3 separate regions of the Mus musculus genome follow, and regions 1 and 3 are each linked to region 2. The links are chromatin contacts, called in public promoter capture Hi-C maps. All regions are on one chromosome and are shown on one strand. Each heading gives the region's core, a stretch centred on a gene start, on an enhancer-like site or on the middle of the called end of the contact. The rest is flanking DNA. Distances are from core to core; before and after follow the strand shown.

Region 1 (3,350 bases), core at 815-3,314, 450 kb before region 2:
AACTACCCAGCCCGCTTGCCACACCAACCTTGGCCTCCTCCGGTGTAATACGATGAACAGCAAAGCGACCCTTGGTGTCATAGATCAGACGGAAGTTCTCTCCGGTCTTGTCAATGCTGATGACATCTGATATCAAAGAATAAGGTTACCACAGCAACCCTCACTACACTCCTAACTGAGCTGGGGGATGTGTGTGTGTGAGCCCATTTTATCAAGACTCCACATAAACTTTAAATGGGAATTTGGGTTTCAGAAGCTATCCCCACAATATTTAAGTAACAGCCCAACAGAGATTCTGATCCAGTAGGTCTGTATGGGAGAGTAGCAAGAAATTCAAAATTTAAAAAGGAATAAAAGCCCAGTAGCCAAACCTCTCCATATTACCGTGCCAGGGTAGGGGTGAAGACGAAGACCAGGAAAGCCTGGCACTTTCCCAGTCACCTGCCACTATTGGGAGTTAAGGGCCTGTGGCCACTACCGATCCTGATTACTCACCCATAAACCCAGCAGGGTAGGTTATATCGGTCCTGACTTTCCCATCAATCTTAATGAATCGCTGCATGCAAATCTTTTTTACTTCATCTCCAGTCAGGGCATACTTAAGTCTGTTCCTTAGGAAAATGATGAGAGGCAGGCATTCCCTCAGCTTGTGAGGACCAGTGGATGGACGAGGAGCCTGGAAAGTTTTAGGAAAATTACTACACCAAAACTTGGGTTATTTTACATGGGGGGGGGGTCGCTAGAAGATTCCTCAACATTTTCTCCTCCAAAGAATGAGGCCTGCTACTTTGAGACCTGAGTCTATGTATCCACCATCAGTGTACTATGGAATACATGGAGTAGATGAAACAGATGTATCAAAATTGAGGTAGGACACAGGTCTTTAAGACAGCCAAAGATTCTCTACATTCAACTCCACAAATATGCTTGTTAAAGGTATGTCTACCTTTCACACCACAATACTTACAAACACGCCAGTCAACTTATCCAGCATCCAATGTTTTGGAGCAGCTACACGCTTCAGGTGTTTCTTGGGACCACGAGCCTGGAAGAAGTTTTCAAAGTAACGTTGTTACATTGTTTCAGGTCTTTCCAGCAAAGCCTACGGCGTAAATCCTTCAATGAACTGACTTTCGAACTTTCCCAATTAACAAAATGTGGGCAATATTGAAAGCGCCGGGTCCCAGTAAAACGTAGAAAAGACAGATAAGCATCAATAGGCCAAACCCAGTATTCGCACCTTAGCGATTCCCATTTTTTACAGTTATGCCAGATGTCTCCATTATGCCTGCTCACAAAAATTAGCCTTTCATAGCACACTTGCGAATTACCCAGTGATTCAACCCTAGACGCACAGGCAGATAGGGACAGAAAATGGCCCAGGACCGTATCTCAATTGTCAATCGAAAAGTATAGTATTAGAACACAGCCATCTGGATCGAAGGTTTCTGGTACAAAGATAAACTCTAACTCCGGCACTGGCACTACCACGTGTACTGCTCCTTTGTATACTAAAGAGTCGAAGTTTCACATTCGAAAGCGGAAGGAAGCTTTTTGTAATGCTTCGTACACTTACCAGCTACACAACATATAAAGTAAGTCCGTGCCAAAAGATAGACAAATGCACAAGTAAGAGCTAATCCTTCAAGCAGACCCTGCGCCCACATGCCCAAAGCTTCAATCTGCACTCCCGGGCCCTCGAAGTTCTTCCCCAAGTGGAAAAGCATTTCTCCCTGGGCAAGGGGATGTGTGATTAAGCCCAAGGCCTTGCTTGCCCTCTGCGGCAGACTTCCCATCCTAGCTCAGACCAGTATTCTCCCTTGCCGCCAAGCCCATCTCTGCCAGCCTGCAGCAGAGCTGCTTTCGCCTCCACCCTGTAGTCGACCGCGGGAGCCCTGATAACCCGGGCAGCATCGGTCAGGGAGGATGGAAGCCGATGCAACCCAAGAGCTCGCTGTACCCCTGCCTTACCATGGCTGCGCTAGGAACGGAAAGAGACTCGCCTTCTTCCGGCGAACGAAGAAATTAGGGTCGGAGGCTGCGCGCGCGCTGGAGCCTGGGTTGCTCCGCCCAGCCTCAGACTTTCCCAGCGGGCGGGGACTCTCTCTTGCCATCTGCTGGTGGGAGGTCAGAGGTCCCAGGCTGGGAAACTGAGGCTGAGAGAATCTCCCAAAAACTGTTTTTCCTCAGTCCTTTCTCTTCTTTGTGCCGAGTGATGAGTGCTGGGGATACCCAGACCAATCGCACCAGATAACTGCCCGCAAGGAGAGTTCTGTTAGATGGCTGAGTGATAAAAAGATACATTTTAATACTCGATACTTTTCTTATACAAAGTTTCTCTAATCTTCCAGAGTTACCAGTCCAATCAGCCAGCCCCATGCTAAGCGAAAGGTTTGGCCAACGGCATGTTTCTCTTTGCTTTTGTAAAGATTGCTGAGGCACTGAGCCATCCAGGGTGAGATGGTAGGCTCTCTGCTTGAACCTGGCATCCTGCGCATCCACTCCTGTAGAACACATTTGACATTTATTGTACTGTAAGTGGAAGAGAGGGAACATTAGAGAGTATCTGGTTTTGCCTAGCCAGTATGTAGACCTAGCTGTTCTACTTTTGAAGCTGCTGTGTTAGAGTGGTGGCACTGGCTGCCCTTCATTCACCATTTTCTGCTCTCTTAGTTATCTGTGGCCTCCCACAGGTCGATGAAGTCTGCCCATCATAAACCCAAAGATCCAGTCCCTTCAAACTATTATGAAAGGGGTATTTTTCAGCCTCACCTTTCCTCTTTCTCCTGTCCCTCCCCTCTCTCTCATATGTGTGTGTGCAGTTGTTATCATTTATTTGTTATCATTAGTGGCTGCTAGGGAATGAGTCACTTTTTCATATATATATATATATATATGCAAATGAAATATACATTTTGGGGGGGGGGTTCGAGACAGGATTTCTCTGTGCAGCGTTGGCTGTCCTGGAACTCACTCTGTATACCAGGCTGGCCTCAAACTGAAATATACATCTTGAGACAGAGCCTCATTATGTAAGCCAGGGTAGTCTCAGACTCATCATTTTTCTGCTGAGAGTTGAGTTACAGGCATGCACCCCCACAGTCTATATAGTACAAGCAAGCAGACTATATCTTTATTTTTAACTTTTGAGACAGGCTCTTCTAGACAGGCTAGGCTGACCTGCAGCTTGAGAGAGGTCATCTGCCTCATCTTCCCAAGTGCTGGGTGATACGTTACTTCGCCACTGTAGGTGAAATGAGACAAATCAAGCAGAATTAGATTATATTAAATGCAGGTTTATTGGAAAGGTGCTCTCGGGCAAGTTCACTGGCCCCAAGGACTGAGGCTAG
Region 2 (3,213 bases), core at 668-3,167:
CCAGGCATCTTTTTGATCATAGCTGGCTGGAAGCAAGCCTGTCACTGGATTCTGCAAGATCAATTAAGAGAGAGAGAGGACAGGCAACTAACCTCAGAATGTTAAAGGGAACAAAATCTAGGGAATATTTTACTTAGAAACTTTAGTCTTTCTCCTACTTCCCCATTCTCAAATTTTCGACCTTTCTTCTCTTTTAACCAGTTGCAGGTAGATACTATCCCCCAGCTTTACTGAGTTATAACTGACAATAAAAGCTGTACATATTTACTGTATACAACATGACGATTTGATACATACATGAATGTACTGTGAAATGACAATCAAGTTAATACATCTATTACCTCACTTTTTGATAGGAGGGATCTCCTCTCTCAGCAAGTTTCAACTATATATATATATATAATAAAGTAGTATGGACTAGTCAGTGTGCTGCTACTGCTGCTAATCAGCATTGCAGAACATATTTATATGAGATGAGAAAGTTTCTTCTATTTCCATGCACTATCTTAAGAATAAGGAAAGAGCTGGCTGAAAGCTTACAAGTCCAAAACACAGGTATTATTAAAATAAAGGCATTATTAGGGGTATTATCAAATGTAGTACTAAGGATGCCACTAAGTGCATTTTAAAAGAAAAATAAATATAAAAGTTAAATTCAACTAGCAACGAAAAGTCTGAAGTAAAGGAGTAGGAAAGAAATCTAGAAATATATACAGCCAGGTGCAGTGCCTTATAGCCTATAATTCTCCAGACTGACGCTCCTTCGAGGCCAGCTACATAGTGAGTTTCAGGCCATCGTGGGCTACAAAGACAGACTTGGTTTCAAAAACCAACAACTCCAAAGAGCACATATAAACCAGGTGCAGTGGCGCATACCTGTTACCCCAGCAATGGGGAGATGAAGCTCGAGGATGGGGAGTTTGAGGTCAGCATGGGCTACAAGGTAAAATCCTCTCAACAAAGGAAGAAATAAAACAACAACGGCTTAGGAAACAAACAAAAAAACCCACTGGCTTGTGGTCTGTTGTCCAAACTGTGAAGGCTATGGCAGGAAAATCCCAAGTTCAAGGCCAGCCTGAGCCACTGTGCAAAACTGTTTAAAAGTATGTACAAAGTGCCTTGACCTTCACAGTAGTCTAAGGTCTCTTAGGATGCTCTATGTTCTCATACATCTTTGGGGAAGTGGAGTGGAAGTAGATGGCCCAAACCTGGGGTGAGGGCAATAAAAAAGTGTTATTTCTTGAAACTCTGTCCCTGGAATCCTGCCATAGTTGGGAGGGTGGGGAGTTGGGGGAAGGGGTGGCATTCTGTCTGAGCTCAGAAACCATCACTCTGGAATCACTGCAGAGGGGTCGAGGGTGGGGGATTGTGATTCTCCATGCCACACTTTGATTTTACTCCAAGTTCAACATGCAACTTTCCTTCGGGATCCTTTAAGGTCTCTCCAGAGACAAATGCGTTCAGGGTTCACCCAGAGTCAGTGTCCGGAGCTCACACTTCACCCTTACCTACACTTACCTGATGGCACAGGATGGTCTGATGCACCAGCCGAGCATAGCCGTCCAGGCGGACTCCCGAGTTACTGCGGCTCCTCATGGTGCCACGTCCCTAATCCCCCACTGCACACACGGGAAGCTCGGACGCCAGGCCTACGGAAACCTTCTAAACGCTCCCTTGCTCGTGTGGCCAATGGTTCCCGCGCGTCACCTGGTTCCGGCGGCCTCAGAGTCCACTTCAGGCCGCGGCTCAGCCTCCCGCGGTCTAGGCTTCGGCCGGCAAAGACCCCGTCTCCACTCAGTCTCCCGTGGTCCCCGGGTGGCGCACCGGCATCCTCCGCTTGACTGAAGGAGACCGGGGCGGCCCTGAGACTGAAGGCCGGCGACAGCAGCGGGTCAGCGCCCCGGGTGCCGCCTCCCTTGGCGAGCGTGCGGGGGCGGGGCGTGGGTCCTGCAGCTGCGCGCTACGCCCACGGGCCAGTAGCCCGCCACCCTCCGCCCAGAATGTGTCGCCCGAGGCGCTGTGCTCTCCCCGCCCCCCCGGGGGAGTTATTTTCGAAACACTACAAGTGACTATTTTAATTTTGCACGGTTGTGCGCACAGGCTGTTGCTCTTACTTCTGAAGGACTAGTTTTAGGAACCCTCAGGAACTCTTCAAAACTGAGAGACTGGGACTGAACGATTCCATTTCCGGATCTTCAGGAGCAAAAAGTCGGATTAAGCGCCACACTCTGAAACCAACCAACCAACCAACCAACCAAATAAACACACAAACAAAAACCCCCAGCTCCCTAAGGAGTTCTTTAGCTCCTCCTTAAAGATGCGCGAATCCGCAGCGGTTAGGGAGCTTTGAGGAAGCAAGTGTCAGGCAGGCTGAGAGCAGAATAGGGAGCCAAGCAGTGGCTGAGGGTGCTCTTGATGGGACAGCTGACAGTGGGAGTTATCTGCTTTGGAAAGCTTCCTCGTAAAGTATAGGTGACTAGGCCCAAAGAACAAACATTCAGCTGAAATTAAAGTGACTGAGGAGGGCTGGGGAAGAAGGCTGCCGAGGATACAGTGAGGAGCTTGAGGAATCTGCCTCTGGCAGGCGGTCCCCAAAGGGCTTATGCTTCCGAGCTCTACTGTCCCAACCCCTAACCTTTACTCATAGCCCTCCCAAACTTCTTCTGGGCTCAGCAGGAGTACCACCTGCTTTCTGATTTGCCGGGTAAGAGAATAAGACTGTCTCTTGACCTTTCAAGTTCTAAATCTAAGCCTTCCTTGGCCACCTCACTCTGCCCACAGTGATTTTGCATTTTCGTTCTATTTTTTTTTTCCTCTCCTAAGTTTCTTCTCTTCTTACAAGCTGCCTCTGCGCCACTGCCACCTTTGTCTCTGCTGCAGCTTCTTCCTCAGGCAGTATAGCGTATAGTCAGGCACCTTGGAAGGTGACTAGTGAATATCTGATAATGGTGATGAAAGGTGAGTGCTCAAGTGCTCAGGTTGAACAGCCAGTCAATGATGCAGTTCAACACAGTGGCACGGACTTCTCCAGCAAATAGTTTCCCATTGCAGTCACAACCTACGCAAATGCGATGGCTGGCCAGTACAGCACTTCATGTCCTTAGTACACTGGGAAAGGGAGTTCGGTTTGGAGAGAACACCCTCCTGCCTATGCCCCTAACTCCCTGATATCTTGCCCTCACTCAGACTATAGGCTCAGAAACCTTTTTCTCT
Region 3 (3,249 bases), core at 473-2,972, 390 kb before region 2:
GGGGGGGGGTCATCTCGAACCTGTCCCGAGAGCAAAAGTTAAAATGGCACCAACCGGTATACTCCACCTCCATTGCTACTGAGAAATCTAAATGTCCAAACAGCACTGCGGCTTGGCTTGCACGCTCTCCAAGCAGCCCAGCTAGACTCGCCACCTTAAAACTAAAGGCCCCTTGTTTACGGACAGCTCGCCGGGGCCTCCTCGACGCGCCCGGAGAGAGCCACCGAGGCGGGCTTGGCCGAACGGAGCCCGGCACGCCAGGCGCGAGCACCAGTGCCGGAGGGCTCCAAGCGTCCTTTACCTCAGGTGCTCAGAAGCAGACAGGCGACGAAGCACGGGGTCTCCGCGTCAGCGCGACTTTGGGGACCCGCAGCGTCTCCGCGCGCGGGGGCGCACTTTGGCGCCAGCGGCAGTGGCTCGCGCGCCTCACAGACACTTCCGAGCGCCCTCGGAGCGTCCGCTGCTGCCGCTGCTCGCAGCTGGCTAGCAAAGATTCGAGGTGCCGAGGTGGGTGCGATAACTTAACCCAAGGTCACAACGTTAAAAGTGGCATGGTTCAGACTAGCTGTCCCGCCCCTGATCAGGCTCCCCGTGAGGCAGAGGCTGGGCGCCGCGCGGCCGCTTCCCCCGAGAGGGGCGTGTGCACGGGGGTCGTGCTGCGTGGGGAAAGCAAGTTGCCAGAATGTTCCAACTTGCAGCACGCAGCTTGGCTGAGTTCAGCCAGAAGCCCTTCTCGCTTCCAGCCCCCCAGGAAACAAGAGCTTTGTGCGGCCCCCGAGCGGCCTGATGCAGTCCTGGGTATTGGCAAAGTCGGGGAAGCAGAGCCGGAGAAAGCGCGGGCGCCGGAGTGGATGTGCTGCGGGTTTCTCCGGACAAGTGGGCTCCGCGTCCCGCGGGCCGGCCCGGGCTGCCGCCCCTCTGCCCGGCAGCTCCGGCAGCAAACAAGTCCCCCAGCCCCGCGGCCAGCTTGGCCGCCTCCGGTGCCCTCGGCCCCTGCTGCCCAGCCCAGCGTCCTGCCGGGCGGCCCGGCTTACCTCCGCGAAGCTGCTTGCCCGGGAGAGGAAAGCTCACAGGAGCTGAGGTACGGACGAAGCGACCTAGCCCCGAGCCCCCTTGGCACGCACACTGCCGCCGCCGCCGCTAGCCACTCGCTTCAGAGTCCCCAGCCGCACGGGCGGCCACGCGACCCCAGGGCGCCTGGGAAAAGCCTGCACCGCCGCGCCGCGCCGCGCCGCCGCACCGCACCGGGCAGCGCCGAGCTGCCCCGACCCGCGCTCTTGCCGGCCCGCAGCTCCGGCGCCCGGACTCCGGGGCGGTGGCGATCACAGCCACCACGCTTGGTTCTCGGCGCGGGGACCGGGCTCTTAAGCCCCCACTGCCTCCCGTAGAGCCCTGGCGCACAAGCACACAGCAGCAGGCTGGCCTCGGCTAGGAATCCCAGGAAGGACAGACCCCTTTCCCCCCTTTTTTCCCTCTCCCCCCAATTTTCACGTCTTTATAACCAGCTTAGAGCATTATTAGCACATGTCCTGGCTCGTGGGCGAGTTGGTGGCAAAATCTGAACTGGATACTTACGGAGGGCCCGAGTGGGTGCTGTGCCTTCCTCGCGTCTGGTCCTCTCTGCCAGGAGCAGCCCCGCGCCGATAGGTTGTGGGAGGAGCAGCCGGGCGGAGCTAGCTTCCTCACCGCAGCTCGGCAGCGCACTTCTGCAGCTGTGCCGCCGGGAACATTTTATAGCGGCGGGCTGGCGTGTGTGGCCCTTTAAAGGCGCTCGAGCTGGTGCAGTCACCGTGGATCTTGTGAAAGCAAAGGGCGGGCTAGGGAACAGAGTGCGTGCGTCCCCTCCTGTCCCTCAGCCCTGGGGGCACGACGCAGCTACTGGGGTGGGGCTGATGGTCTCTGATTATGGTCACTTCTCGCCCAGTGCTCTGGCCTATACTTGTTTTTCTAAAACTAGTGACAGCCCGAACCTGGGACGTGGGCTCTCCCCACCACCCTGCATGGACTTGCCCAATAAATTCCACTTAGTAATTTTACCGAGGCGAGGGAGAGCTGTTAGTGTCTGTTTTCTGACCTAAATCAAGTGGGTCGCCAGGACGGGCTTCAATGGATAGAGAGAAGAGCTGTTGGCTTAGGGAAAGGTCCAGAAGAGGGACTTGCACACGGGACGGTGTAGGCAAGGCACGGGTCTTAGTTTTCTGCAGGGCTTCCTCCGAGCCGGTTTGCTCTTTTTGAGCTATGTCTTCTCATCGTGGAATGGCCGAGGTTGGCGTGTCCCTTACCCCCTAAACTCCCTACATTTTGTGCAGGGGCACTTAGAGAGATCATATGGCAGCGGTGGCTTCCCTCAAGGCCCAAGGTTGGTTTCAAGGCTTTCTGTCCTGTGGTCATCCAGGGCAGAAGGAGGCTGGCAGGATGCGACGACGCTGGGAAATGCTGTTCTACCGGACCGTGGGGCTAGGTGCATGCATGCAACTCACATGGCTCACGGAAAAGCCAAGAACAGGCAGCGGGTTCGAAAAGATTGCCACTGAGTTCGCAGAGATTCCTCTTGCCACGATGCCAGGTTATTTTATTATGATTATATAATTATTCACATCTAGCAAGAATAACATCTTGCACGTAGAGCACGTCTCTTGTGTTGGTAAGGTGTCTTACAATCCTCACTGAAAGATATCTGGGGCTTCTCATTTCAAGGCATGTTCCCTGTGGGTAGAAACTCTCACCTCATTCACCCCTTGCAGGAAGGCCACCAGGATTACTGTCCTCTAATCAAGCCTCCCCCATTCCCACCCTACACCCCCCCCCCCACCGTCCACACACACACTCCTTCCATTCAACAATTCAGTTTATACTGTTTGGAAAACATTGTCGTTTGAAAAAGTACGATGTTAAGGAAAAGGGGGTGTGAGTGGGGGGAGGACTGTTACAGAGTCATTTCACTGTCTGTGTCTTGTGTCTTTTTAGTTGGCTTTGATGACCTGAAGATCTTTTTTCTTTCTGATTTTTTTTTTTTTTTAGGATCGCAAAGTGTCCTTAATTTGCTCTTCTAACAGAGTCGTGTTTGTTGATGAAATGACCGGCTTGCTGACAAAGAGGGGGCACAAATGGAGGCACAGAATTAGGCCCTTCTTTGGCATTTGGAGGAAGCTGGGGTGAGTACCCTGAGTAATTAGGGGACCCTTTCCCCTTGGTAGGCTGAAAAGCTGCCTCTCTTCATTGCTGATTGCTTTGGCCCCTCCCACTCTG

Evidence for each region. Promoter capture Hi-C pulls out the DNA fragments that hold promoters and counts their contacts.
Region 1: a promoter capture Hi-C map of pre-B cells shows a contact between it and region 2, with 4 times the contacts expected there. The contact joins the promoter of Rps4x here to the promoter of Phka1 in region 2. A contact is called at or near these places in 10 of 39 promoter capture datasets (the 3T3-L1 cell line, the C10 cell line, cranial neural crest and 5 more) and 2 of 115 datasets of contacts at active chromatin or transcription factors (astrocytes and large pre-B cells).
Region 3: a contact with region 2 is called in a promoter capture Hi-C map of pre-B cells. The contact joins the promoter of Cited1 here to the promoter of Phka1 in region 2. A contact is called at or near these places in 7 of 39 promoter capture datasets (the C10 cell line, embryonic stem cells, liver and 2 more), 1 of 484 Hi-C or Micro-C datasets (embryonic stem cells), 3 of 115 datasets of contacts at active chromatin or transcription factors (embryonic stem cells and stem cell-derived neural progenitor cells) and 2 of 9 other capture datasets (embryonic stem cells and liver).

What each region holds. Positions count from the first base shown.
Region 1 is chrX:102,187,327-102,190,676 of GRCm38.p6, forward strand. It overlaps Rps4x (ribosomal protein S4, X-linked), which reads right to left and starts at 2,065. Exons shown (of 7, transcript NM_009094.2): 1 at 1,972-2,065; 2 at 968-1,045; 3 at 496-676; 4 at 29-126. The coding sequence starts at 1,974.
Region 2 is chrX:102,642,329-102,645,541 of GRCm38.p6, forward strand. It overlaps Phka1 (phosphorylase kinase alpha 1), which reads right to left and starts at 1,918. Exons shown (of 33, transcript NM_008832.2): 1 at 1,519-1,918; 2 at 1-51. The coding sequence starts at 1,596.
Region 3 is chrX:102,250,459-102,253,707 of GRCm38.p6, forward strand. Cited1 (Cbp/p300-interacting transactivator with Glu/Asp-rich carboxy-terminal domain 1) reads right to left here and starts at 1,723. Exons shown (of 3, transcript NM_001276466.1): 1 at 1,576-1,723. It overlaps Gm14858 (predicted gene 14858), which reads left to right and starts at 2,193. Exons shown (of 3, transcript NR_040285.1): 1 at 2,193-2,566; 2 at 3,022-3,155.